Regions from separate parts of the Mus musculus genome. Here regions 1, 3 and 4 are each linked to region 2. A link is a contact called in public promoter capture Hi-C and targeted proximity ligation data. All regions are on one chromosome and are shown on one strand. The core of a region is the stretch at or near the end of the contact, and the rest is flanking DNA. Distances in the headings are between cores, read along the strand shown. Region 1 holds the start of Lrp5 (low density lipoprotein receptor-related protein 5). Region 2 holds the start of Unc93b1 (unc-93 homolog B1, TLR signaling regulator). Region 3 holds the start of Coro1b (coronin, actin binding protein 1B). Region 4 holds the start of 1810055G02Rik (RIKEN cDNA 1810055G02 gene).

Region 1 (3,145 bases), core at 107-2,606, 250 kb before region 2:
TGAAAATGTAAACATGATCCCGAGGGAGACAAATTTAGGGGGAGACTCCCCAAGAGCCCTCTGGCTGAGCTTGAGAGCTCCAAGACTGGATGAAGCCAGCTCCCCTCGACCCCTCCCCCCAAACATAGGTGGAAGAGACTGCAGCCCAGGGAATCTGAGCACAGAGCCAGGCCCAGCCACCTCCCTCAAGTGTCTACCCTGGAAATACACAGGGGGACAGCTGTTCGCCTTAATAAGGCCCAGACAAAGGGACCTGAGGTTGTCCCCTACCCCGCCCCAAACTGCCATCACCACCACCCGGGAGTTCAAGAGTATCTGCCGGACCCTTGGACAGCCACACTCCAGAAAAACAAAACACAAACACCCGAAAACAATGATTTAGGTGGCAAGAGCCTTGCTTTAAAAACCACATGGCAATCTCCGAATTAAAAGAACATGTGTAGCGTTTCCAACTGCTTCGTTTCTCGAGAGTCCTCCTGACCTCAGCTCCACCCCTCAGGACACACCAAAAAAAAGTTAGAAAGTTCCCGAGCGGGCCACTTCCCTAAAGGTGGGTCCAACTGAGGCAGAACCATACCTCCCCACACCAAGGCACCCACGCAACCGATCTCGGGGCTGGGCACTGGTCAGCGGGGCTGGGTGCCTGGCCACCGCTTGGGGGCCCGAGCGGTCAGATGGGTCACTGGGGTCACGGGGACACCTGGCAGGTGTCAGTCGGTTTGGAAGGCTGACAGCCCACGCAGGTCAAAGCGACAGCAGCCCAGGGCCAGGCCGCCCCGCGCAGGGCTCTCCGAACTTCCTAGCTAGCAACTTCTGGCACTTCCCAGGGCTCGGTAGGCCGGCCGCCGCAAGCAGGCTCGCGAAAAGTTTTCCCAGTAGTTCGCGATAGGCCAGGCCTGTCCCGGGCCATCGCGATGCCCGTGGGCGCACTCCTGAGCGCGCCCGGCGTCCCGAGCCTTGGGCAGGTGAGGGCCCGCCCGCGCCGCACCTGGCGGGCTCGGTCCCCAGGGAGGGGCCCCGGCGGGAGAGACAAAGGGCCCGCGCGAGGTCCCCCGGCGCGTGGTCCCCCGGAGCGCGCTCCAACTCGTCCGCAACTTGCAAAGTGGCTGCTTGCGGCCCCGGCCATTGTCCCCCGCGCCCACCTTACCCGCGGCGGGGACCAAGCTGCAGTACAGCACCAGCAGCAGCAGCGGCGGCGGCGGCGGCGGAGGGGCCCGGGTCGGCGCCGTTTCCATGTCGTCCGGCGGCCGGGAGCGCCGCGCGCTCACTCGGGCTCCATGGCGCGCGCGGCGGCGGTGGATCCTCGCGGCTCCCGGCGCCTCTTGCTCCCGCCTCGGGCGCCGCGGCCCAAGACGACGCGGGAGGAGGGAGCGGAAGCCGAGCCGGTCTCCGCCCCCCGCGCCGCCCGCGCCCCCCGCCAAGCCGCGCCCTCCTGCGGGCGCCCGGGAGCCGGGCAGGCGGGTCTCTCCGGGCCCGCGACAGGAGAGGCCGGGCAAGCAGGTGGGTCACCTGCCAAGTCTCTGTACTGACAGGTGAGGAAACTGAGGCACGTGGAAGCATGACCCACACAGTCAGGAGGCCTCAGGGCTGGAAGCCAAAGGTCTCCGAAGCCAGCTTTGGGCTCTTTCACCACAACTGTAGCCACCTGGCCCAGAGACATACCGCCCCACTTGGGATGCACGCGGGAACAGGCGCAAAAGCGGATACTGCTGGAGGAACTGGGGGCTTTTACTTTTAGATTTACTTTTTGTTGTATGTGTATGAGTGTTTGCACGCATGTATGTGCACCACATGCGGGAAGGAAACCAGAATAGGGTGTGGGGGTCCCCTGGGACTGGAGTTAGAGGTGTGAGCCACCAGGTGACTGCAGGGAACCAAACCCAGGTCTCTAAAAGAGCAGTAAGTGCTTCTAACTGCTGAGCCTTCTCTCTCCGGCAGTGCTTTCTAGAACCTCACACCTTGGGCAGGCAGGTGTAGGTGAAATCATTTCATGTCCTTAGAAAGTAAGCTAATGGCAGTGTCCACCTTGCAAGGTAGAGAGGAAGGACAGAAGCTGAGGTGGTCAGGAGGGTGCCTCTGCCCTCCTGTGGTTTATGCTAGGAAGAGACAAAAATAAGAGCCCAAACAAAGGAGTGAGTAGCCGGGAAAGTGACATGGCGCTCAAGTGTGTATGACTTTACTTATAAGTCTGACATGGTGTCCAGCCTCGGGAGATTGAGGCAGGAGGCTTGCCATGAGTTTGAGGCCAGCCTGGGCTACCTGCGAGACCCTGTTTAAAAAGAGTTGATAGAGCCCTTGGTTCCCTAGTGTGCACAGCTCTCCCAGCGCTGCATAAACCGGACCTGATAAACAGAAGGAGCAAAAGGCAGGTCAAGGCTGGCCAGCAAGATGGCTCCCGTTGACCTAAGTTCAACCCTAGGATCGCAGAAGAAAAGAGAACTGACTCCCCAAACTTGTCTTCTAATAGGAAAACATGAAGACCAGGGACCAGCTAGTAGGGGGAGGGGACCCACACCAGGGTTCCAAGGGTCAGGGCAGAGATTTCAATGCGGAAGCAGGCCAGTGGTTCAGGAAGAGCAGTCTCCTGGGGTGGCTGTATCCAGTCTCTGACCGGAAGAGGAGTCAGGAGGTCTCAGGGGCAGTCAGGGGACTGGGGACTAGAGCAGCTAGTGTCCTTGCTGGTTCCTTCTCACCCAAGCCCAACCCCCATCCCCCCTCCACCTTCAACACAGAGCCAAGAGCACAACCCCCTTCTCTAGCCCCACTCTCACCCATCCCCCAAGGCCTTCCTCTTTCAGCCTTGATTTTTCTGAGGCCTCCTCTCCCTGCAGCCAGGGAGCTTGTTAAATAAGCCAGACCTCACCACTCCTCCCACCGGTCAGAGAGGAAGCTGAAGCCTTGGGCTCACACGGCCTGGCCTAGCCACACCTCCGTTACTTCTCAACTCCATCTTATGGGCTGCAACTGTAATGGCCCCTTGCAGAGATGGGCACTGTCTTGCCTGGGGGAGGGCCTCATTGCTGGGACTCTTATCCCACTTAGTTCTTGAAAACCATACTGCCTCTCCACTCTCTAAGCCGCCCTAGCTGACAGTTCCTATCACCTAGCAGGGTGTATGTTTGCTTTCTTTTCCTTCCATTACAGC
Region 2 (3,223 bases), core at 130-2,629:
TCACACACACACACACACACACAGGCACACCACACACATAGGTACATCACACACACACATAGGTACATCACACACACACAGACACATCTCACACACACTCACACACACCCACACATACCCACACATACCCACACACACATACCACCTTGCCCTTTCCACTCAGTGCCCACTGAGCCCACTCCCTGTGGTACACCCCTCCCTATTCCAGCTGCTCTCTTCTCATTACGCCTCACCTGACCCCTCTATCCTATAGGATTGCATCCTCTCGGGGTCTCAAAGTCTACTGCCATTCCCAACAATATGATCACTCAGCCACAGGCTCACCACGGCTACCACATGAGACTGTAAACACTGGTGTCCACTCTGCAGCCACACAGCTTCAGAGCTTCCTAGTGTCCACTGTGTCCCTCCTGTCCTGTGTCTTCCATGCCCCAGATGATGGCACCACCCTCTCTCTGTTCTTTCACTTTTATTTTTGAGACAGTATCTCATGTATTCACTTCAAATTTCAAACTTGAGATGTAGCAAGATGACTCTTTGAATACCAGGTCTCTTTTCTCCACTTCTTGTATGCTGGACTTACAGGTGTGCACAGCCATGACCACCCCAGGATCACCCCAGGACTCTGCTCATGACAGGAAGCACCTGACCAACTGCACTACATTCCGCCTTTGCTCCCTTCATAGAGCCAACAAAAGCCCACCTTCTGCTTCACCACACATACAAAAGTCACACACAAACCAAAAACATATACAGACATGCCACACAGACAAACCATACCACATACACACACTAACCACACATTACAGACTGCATACATACACGTACACCACACACATACTACATACACCATACATACACACTGTACACACACATAAAACAAGCACACAACACACATACACACACAAACCACACTACACACATTGCACACACATACACATACACCACACACATCACATTCACATACTATATACACCGTACAGCCGGGAGTGGTGGCGCACGCCTTTAATCCCAGCACTCGGGAGGCAGAGGCAGACGGATTTCTGAGTTCGAGGCCAGCCTGGTCTACAAAGTGAGCTCCAGGACAGCCAGGGCTATACAGAGAAACCCTGTCTCAAAAAAACAAACAAACAAAAAATTATATACACCACACACAAATAAACCACAGCACATAAAAACCACACACACACACACACACACACCACACTACAGACTGCACACACATACACCACACACACATAAACAAAAATCACACACGCATGCACACACATGCACCACATATATACCACACACACATACCGCGCGCACACACACACACCATGGACAGTATTAGGAGGAGGCGGCCCACACTAGACGGGGTGGGGCCTACTAGACAGGGCGGTCTTTGATGAAGGAAGTCCCAACCAGCTGCTGGTGCCCAGAACTGCAAGCCCTTGATCTGGATCTGGTCATGGAGGTGGAGCCTCCGCTCTACCCTGTGGCCGGGGCCGCGGGTCCTCAAGGGGATGAAGACCGGCACGGAGTTCCTGATGGGCCAGAGGCTCCCGTGAGCAGGGCAGGGAAACACAATGGGACACCGGACCGACTGCCCCGCGGGGCACCCGGGGGGGGGGGGGGAAGGTCCCTGGGATGGGAGGCCCCCTGTACCCTAGGATGAGGGGCGGGGCTCCAGACTGGGGACCAGGGTCTCAGAGTAGGAACACACTCTGGAATAGGGGATGGGGCTCTGAGTGGAAAGCTGGAACCCGGAGTGGGGAGCAGGGATTTAGAGAAGAGACCAGGACTCCGGGTCAGGGGGACAGAGATCCAGAATTGTGGACTGACACCCCGAGTGGGGTGCGGGGGCCCTGGGATGGGGACTAGGACCCTGGATGGGAAACCTGAGTTCCTGGAAGCCGGGATAGGGTCTGGAGTCCGACCGGGGAGCCAACATGTGATTAGTGATTGGCCCGCAGTTGGACGAACTCGTGGGTGCGTACCCCAACTACAATGAGGAGGAGGAAGAGCGCCGCTACTACCGCCGCAAGCGCCTCGGAGTGGTCAAGAACGTGCTGGCGGCCAGCACGGGTGTCACCCTTACTTACGGCGTCTACCTGGGTAGGGAGGACACACTAACCCTGCTAGCCCTCTGCTTCCCCTCCCCCTCCACTCCCGAGCTTGGAAAGAGAAACCTTGCGGCTAGCTGGCCTCCTTCCCCTTTCACTTCCCGGGTCACATCTGCTGTTGCTGTGGCGTGCACTTGGGACTGGGAGGCGGGGTGTGCCACAAGCCAGTGTGCCCCCAACCCAGCCAGAGACTCGGTGCGGGAGGCTGGGAACGGGAGTCTTGTTCTTATCCTGGTCCTGATGAATACAGGAAAGGGTCGCTTAGGTGACTCGGCGCCCTGCCAGCCTTGCCGTGAGCTTGTTTAGTTGTTCTGAGCCAGACTGATTAGAGCTCTCTACGATGCTCCCTGTCCCCAGGCCTCCTGCAGATGCAACTGATCCTGCACTATGATGAGACCTACAGAGAGGTGAAGTATGGCAACATGGGGCTGCCGGACATCGATAGCAAGATGCTGATGGGTATCAACGTGACGCCTATCGCTGCCCTGCTCTACACACCTGTGCTCATCAGGTGCCAAACTTCTGTTTCCGCGCCCCCCCCCGACTTTGTGGGGTACAGAGACTGTTGGATCATAAGGCCACCTGCTGCCCTCCTATTTTGGACTGAGGCGAACTGCAGAGAGGCCTTGCTTGTTTGGAAGAGTGAGAAGGAAAAGGGGAAATCCCAGCTATAGAGGAGGAACCAAGAGATCCCCCATCCCCCCTCCCCCCATCTGCACATTTGGTTTCATGGGGACTCTGGCATCCTACCAGACAAACTGTGACTTCCTGGGCTACAGCCTTGAAACCCCCAGCACAGCCCAGGTTCTCAGCCCAGTGAGCCATGACTATGTTGAAAAAAAAAAGGTCTCACAGAAAAGGTCTTAGCTGCAGAGGCTCAGGTTGGTCAGGCTGGAGCTCTAGGGCACATATGGTTCAACCTCCAGGCCATTGCAGAAATGTTCCCCAGCCTGATGAGACTCCTGAAATGGGTAGATTGGGGAGGAAGGGTTTATTTCACATGATAGTCCATCATCCAGGGAAGTCAGGGCAGGAACTCAACCAGGTAGGAACTTGGAGGCAGGAGTGGATGCAGAAGCCATGGAGGAATGCTGCTTACTGGCTTGCTCAGCCTGCTT
Region 3 (3,024 bases), core at 255-2,754, 210 kb after region 2:
GGCTGGGTCTCCCTCTGGGCACTGGAAGGCAGGGTGGAGGCTGGGGGATAAGGGGAGTGCACAAGACAAAGTCCCTGTCTTTCCTTTGCTGGCATGAATCTTAGCAGGGTGCCAAATAATTACACAATGTAGCATCTGGGACTAAGAACGATTAATGGGAACCAGGAACAGGAAGAACTGGGTGAGAGGAGAGCTCAGAAAGACCCACAGGGGAAGTGACACTTGAGGCCTGGGGTCATTGAGGGATGAAGCCTTCCCAAGGCTAGGAAGAGCTTCCAGAAGGAAGAAGGGAGCAGGATGTGTTAGCCTGAGGTGGGAACTGAGGTTTGCTGTCACTGGGACACGTGCTGAGAGGGGACAGTGCTGGGTGCCCTGGGGTCAGACAGGAATTCTGACATAGGAACATGGAACTATGGATTTTATTTGAAGTGGGGTGATGTGGGGGGTGGGGGTGGTACTTAGAACTGTAGCCACCTGGCATCATATGGGCTTCCCTGTGAACATCTGCTACCCAAGTCAAGCCACACTCCTGCCTCCCTAGCTCCAGGTTTTACAAACAGTGAGAAATCCCAAGACATTGGAAATAACAAAGTTGGGCTGAATCCCAGCTGGGAGGTCTCAATCAAGCACCTGTCCTCTCTAGGCCTGTTTCTTCAGAGTATAGTGACCACTGAGGTGGGACACAAGTCCACTTAGCCTCCCACACACAGTTGGGGCCTCATGAAGGCTAAACAAAGCACCTTTACCTCTGCCCTGCCTCTTCCCACGTCCCTCTTCCCTTTCTGGGAAAGACGGCCTCGTATCACCACTGGTTACTGGAGGTAGACACAGAGGAATAGTGTTCTCTTACTACAGTGGGTCCTAACAGGGACACCTACGTCCTCCAGGATGAGAGGAGATAGGGCAAATATGAGGAGGCAAATCCAGGCTCTGATGGGATGGAGGAGAGAAAGGACATGCATTATGCATGGGATCCACTGTCATCCTCTACTTCGATTTTCTCTAAGCCAGAGCAGGAGCCACAGGAGTCCATCAAGATGTAAGAGATTGCCTTTCACCTCTTCAATGTACATATCTGACATCAGGAACCCCCCAACTTTAAAACCCATACCTATGGCAGGGTGTGGTGGCACATGCCTTTAATCCTTGCACAGATATCTGTAAGTTCTTTGCTAGTTCCAGGCCAGCAAGTATGCAGAGTAACAACCTGTCTCAAACACAAAACAAAAAACACGTGAAAACATTGGAGGCGGAGCGAGAGAATACTTTTGGGTAGAACTGGGTAGGGAAATCAGAGGGCAGGCTTCACCCCACCTCAAGAGACTCGCACAGTCTGTACCCGCGGCTCCAAGCAGGCCCGCCCCTTTCAACAAGCAGCCCAGGGCCTGGCGACTAGGCCTTGCCCCGTGGGCGGGACATCCTAAAGCCCCGCCTTCTGCGCGTGACCTTGCCCCGCCCCCGCCTCCCTCGGCTATCACTTCCTGATTCCCGCTTCCTGCTTCCCAGAGGCCGGGATCCGGAGCCGCCCGAGGTCGCCGCCGCAGTCCCCGGCGCCCCTGGGGAGCGGAGAGCGGTGAGCGGTGAGCGGTGAGAGCGGCAGGGACGGACTAGGGGCGCAGACGTGGGCCTGGGGCAGGGGGCGCGAGCCGGAAGAGCGCCTCGCCCCACCTTCATTCCCGACTCCCTCCCACCCCCCAGCCGCCCCTCTCTCCCTTTCTGGGCTGGGATCTTTGGAAGTTGGGTTCCTGGTTCACTTGGACCGTGCTCCAAGGCCACTTTGAGGACCTGGCAGTATCCTCGACCCCTGTTCAGCCAGGGTCCCTAGGCCCGACTTCTGCAGCTCTTTGCACAGTCCCCGGGACTGAGCTGCGGCCTTGCTAGACCAACCAACCCCTTTTGCTGCCTCTTCTCCCCATCACCCAGCCTTCAAACTCTGGGTGTGGAAAGCGCCTTGGAACCATCTGGGACCTACAGAAGATCTAAATTCTGTCTCCCTTTCAGCAGCACACACACACTCAGACCCCTAGCCAGGGAGGGGATGGGGAGGCAGAGAGTGTTGGTCTGCACCTATGAGCCCTTTCTATAACTGGGGAAATAGAGACTCCCAGCTAACGCTGGACCAATTTCCTGGTGACATGCTCTGTGTGTCTCTTTGGAGAGCAGAGCTGATTCAGGTGTCTCTGCCCTCACAGACATGTCCTTCCGAAAAGTTGTGCGGCAGAGCAAATTCCGGCATGTATTCGGTCAGCCGGTCAAGAATGACCAGTGCTATGAGGACATTCGAGTGTCCCGAGTTACCTGGGACAGCACCTTCTGCGCAGTCAACCCCAAGTTCCTGGCAGTGATTGTGGAAGCCAGTGGTGGAGGCGCCTTTATGGTGCTTCCTCTAAACAAGGTGGGCCTCAGCGGGTCAGGGTGGAGAGGACATCTGAGGACACTCTGGTCACACCTGTGGGCAGGGCAGTTTGTGCCACTTCTTGGCCCGTGGCTACTGATGGATTGTTGATGGAAGTAGAAAAAGTGTTTATTGCCACCAAGTGTGGATAAGAGGCTGCAGCAGGCATTTCCTCATATGCTGGGTGGAGCAGACACATCTGGGCCACCAGGAACCAGGGCAGTCACATTATTCTTGCACCTTGGAGGGCCCATAGATACTGGGAGGAATGGAGGTCGGGACTTTGGGTTCTTCTCTGACTGCTCTTCATGACTACAGACGGGCCGCATTGACAAGGCCTACCCGACAGTGTGTGGGCACACGGGGCCTGTTCTGGATATTGACTGGTGTCCCCACAATGATGAAGTCATTGCCAGTGGATCAGAGGACTGCACTGTCATGGTGAGCAAAGGACCGTTCAAGTCAGGGTCTCAGGGTGTGGCTGAAGGATGCTGGCAGCAGGGGCAAGCACAGGCCTGAGCCCATGCTCCGTCTCCCTACCGCAGGTATGGCAGATTCCAGAAAATGGGCTGACCTCCCCTCTGACAGAGCCAGTAGTGGTGCTCGAGGGGCATACCAAGCGCGTGGGC
Region 4 (2,967 bases), core at 42-2,541, 230 kb before region 2:
AATAGGCCAGCCATGGTGGCACATACTTTTAATCCCAGCAGGCAAACAGATTTCTGTGAGTTCAAGGCTAGGATGATCTACATAGCAAGCCCCAAACCAGCCAGGGCTGGACTGTGAAACCCCAAACCAGCCAGGGCTGGACTGTGAAACCCCAAACCAGCCAGGGCTGGACTGTGAAACCTTGTCTCAAAACAAAACTGGCAACGATGATCGCTTTGGATGGGCATGGTAGGAGACCTAAAAAGGGTTTTACACAAATTGGCATTCAGTAGCAGAATTCACCTACTGACTTGCAAAACCTACTTTACGTTAAATTCTTTCTTTAAAAATTATGTATGCTGGATGCAGTGGCCCATGACTTTAATCCTAGCACAGGAAGTCATGAGGCAAGTGATCTCTGTGAGTTCAAGGACAATTGGATCTATGCAGAGTTCCAGTACAGAAGGGATACAAAGAGAGACCCTGACTCAAAAATAAAATACAAACATTATGTATGGGAATTTTGCCTACTCCAATACATATTATGTATGTACGTGCACTGGAGGCCTTAAGGCATGGAATCTCCTGGAACTGCTCTTTCAGATGGTCGTGAGCCACCGTGTGGATGCTGGGAATCAAGCGGGGTCATCTGCAAGAGCATCAGTGCTCTTAACTGCTGAGCCATCTCTCCAACCCTAATCTTTTAAAATTAAAAGCAAGTCTCACAGGCTTTCCATTTCGTCCCACGTGTCATGCCACGTGTAAAATTCCAAAGCCCTTTGTGAGACTGTTTCTGGACTTGAAAACAAAAGCGAGATCTTCTTGCAGGATTAAATCAGTGTATTGCCTTTCAGGTGAAATGCTTAGCCAGAAGCTGGCAGGTGCAGTGTGTGCAAAGCAAACCTCAGTAGCCAAGCCATGCCTGCGAGCAAGGACAAGGCTGGACCGCCTTAAGGAGTTGAATAGCCGATGGGAAGAAAGATCAGGAACCGGGTCAGAAGAGCCTCATAAAGTACCTCATGAGGCCTTCTAGAGCTGCCCTGTCCAGACCAGCCATCGTCCGAGTACATCTGCGCTCACCTGATCTGACCCCTCTTCTCCCCGGCTTCTGGGAAAAGCCCTAGACACAGACATAGCCTACAAGTCCCTGGATCGCTCACTTCCGTTAGATCGGCTCCAAATAGCTCTGCGTGGCCAAGGCGGGACCAAGTTGGAAGGCAGCTCCTGAAGCAGGCGTGGCCTAAACAAACCACGCCCACCGCACGCGGCCGCGCGTGCCAGCGACAGCCTATTGGTCCCGCTTTCGTGACGTCTTTCCGGGGCAGTCCGGGTGGGGTCCAGCGCGCACCAGTGAGCTGAGCTAACTGGGTTTCGCTGCGGTCCACGTCCCCGCGCGGGGCTGAATCGCTGAAGTGGCTGCGCTGCGGTGTGAGGGCCACGGGCCTGCCGCGTCCGGGTAAGTGACCCGCACTGCTGTCCAGGGAGCTGTCGTGAAGGCCCCATGAGCCGCTTGGGGATGGACAGCGAGGTGCGGGGCGGAGGAGGGATGAATGGGGACCCGGTGCGCTAGGCGGTGAGGAATGGAGATTCAAGGCGGAGGAGGGAGGAATGGGCCGAGCCCTTAGAGAAGCATGGATGCGCAGGAGGAGGAGGAGGAGGTGGGCTGACGGCGATCGCCAGTCGATGCTGGGCAGTTTGCGAGCACTCTACGGACATTCGAGAGTAGGCGAGTCTTGGATCAGGCTGTACCCTAGAAGGTGTTGGTCTCGGAAATAGTTGAGGCCTGCACCCCAAACTCTTCTACCTACCAATGAGGAAAATCCATCACATTTTTCCTTCCTCCTCATTTGTCTACTTGCCTGCCTCCCCTTGTGGCCGCTAGCTTGTGCGCTTAACGGTCTGGCTGGAGCTTAGAAGTCCAACTCTTAAAAACTTGTATTACTTACACCCCGACCCCTAGGAACCAGCTCTAAAATTTCAATAAGTCAACCAGCAAACTGTTTAAAATACAGGTTTTCCGTTTATAAATTAGACTCGCCTGTTGGACAGCAGAATATCAGAAATACTGGCTTAGCAAGCGTTTAGAACACAGACCTTTGGCATTTTGGTAGTGAGACCTGAACTTTCAGATACCTGGAGATAAGCGGTGCAGTTAAGATAATATTTAATGTTCTGGGATCGTGGGCTAATGTCTGCCACGTGGATACATCCTTTAGATCACAGGGCAATGTCTGTGTACATAATACGTCCAAGCAGGTGATGTGTCAGGATTAGGTAGGTGACTGTGGTTTGTCCTGTACTAGCTTTCCCAATTTCTGTTCTGTAATTGTGTAACTTCCCTAGCGTGGAGTAGAGACGGGGGCCCTGCTGATAGGGATTATTAATGGTCTTTGCTGAGTCTGGACTTCTTGAATTGAAATCTGTGTATGTCAGAGAAAAAGCTCACCAATTTGAGGTCTAGTGATGTGTATATAGCAATCCACACATCATAAAGGCATTAAAGGCAAGGCAAGATTGGGAGTGCAATCTGTCAAACAAACATTAGAGGAATTGGGCAGCATCTCAAGGGTTAGTTGTCACTTGGGGACTCACACAAGTCACCTGGCTGAACTTTAGTAGGAACAGCTCAGGAAATGCAGACTTAAAGTCTTATGTGTATAGACATTGCCCTGTGGTGGAAAGGGTGTGCCCGTGTGACACGATGGAATTGAGAACATGATACTGGCCTTCTTGTATGAGCTGGCAGAAGGTGTCCTGATGCTGATTCCCTGCAGATCCTGTGGGGACCAATTCCCAAAAAGAGACTCAACCCCAGTCTGTTTGTTCTAGTTTCTGAGTTAATACTTGGTTTTTTTGTTAGTGTTTTCTTTCCTCTATTTAATGTGTATGGGTGTTTTGTTTTGTTCTAAAGATTTATTTATTTATTATATGTAAGTTCACCGTAGCTGCCTTCAGACACTCCAGAAGAGGGTGTCAGATCTCATTACA

What was found. Capture Hi-C pulls out chosen DNA fragments and counts their contacts.
Region 1: a targeted proximity ligation map of pancreatic cancer cells shows a contact between it and region 2. A contact is called at or near these places in 1 of 39 promoter capture datasets (cranial neural crest), 1 of 130 datasets of targeted methods (pancreatic cancer cells) and 2 of 9 other capture datasets (liver and pancreatic islet).
Region 3: a targeted proximity ligation map of pancreatic cancer cells shows a contact between it and region 2. A contact is called at or near these places in 1 of 39 promoter capture datasets (the C10 cell line), 2 of 484 Hi-C or Micro-C datasets (cerebral cortex and myeloid progenitors), 3 of 130 datasets of targeted methods (effector CD8 T cells, memory CD8 T cells and pancreatic cancer cells) and 3 of 9 other capture datasets (adipose tissue, liver and pancreatic islet).
Region 4: a contact with region 2 is called in a promoter capture Hi-C map of liver. A contact is called at or near these places in 1 of 39 promoter capture datasets (hippocampal neurons), 5 of 130 datasets of targeted methods (the SCID.adh cell line, bone marrow-derived macrophages, effector CD8 T cells and 2 more) and 4 of 9 other capture datasets (adipose tissue, embryonic stem cells, liver and 1 more).

Annotation. Positions count from the first base shown.
Region 1 is chr19:3,685,208-3,688,352 of GRCm38.p6, forward strand. Lrp5 (low density lipoprotein receptor-related protein 5) reads right to left here and starts at 1,357. Exons shown (of 23, transcript NM_008513.3): 1 at 1,148-1,357. The coding sequence starts at 1,235. It overlaps Gm36672 (a long non-coding RNA gene), which reads left to right and starts at 1,343. Exons shown (of 4, transcript XR_388279.4): 1 at 1,343-1,532.
Region 2 is chr19:3,933,807-3,937,029 of GRCm38.p6, forward strand. It overlaps Unc93b1 (unc-93 homolog B1, TLR signaling regulator), which reads left to right and starts at 1,380. Exons shown (of 11, transcript NM_019449.2): 1 at 1,380-1,546; 2 at 1,956-2,097; 3 at 2,463-2,616. The coding sequence starts at 1,388.
Region 3 is chr19:4,147,150-4,150,173 of GRCm38.p6, forward strand. It overlaps Coro1b (coronin, actin binding protein 1B), which reads left to right and starts at 1,505. Exons shown (of 11, transcript NM_011778.3): 1 at 1,505-1,587; 2 at 2,193-2,395; 3 at 2,714-2,836; 4 at 2,941-3,024. The coding sequence starts at 2,195.
Region 4 is chr19:3,707,002-3,709,968 of GRCm38.p6, forward strand. It overlaps 1810055G02Rik (RIKEN cDNA 1810055G02 gene), which reads left to right and starts at 1,292. Exons shown (of 4, transcript NM_028077.3): 1 at 1,292-1,435. It overlaps Gm36608 (predicted gene, 36608), which reads right to left and starts at 1,167. Exons shown (of 3, transcript NR_167751.1): 1 at 1,060-1,167.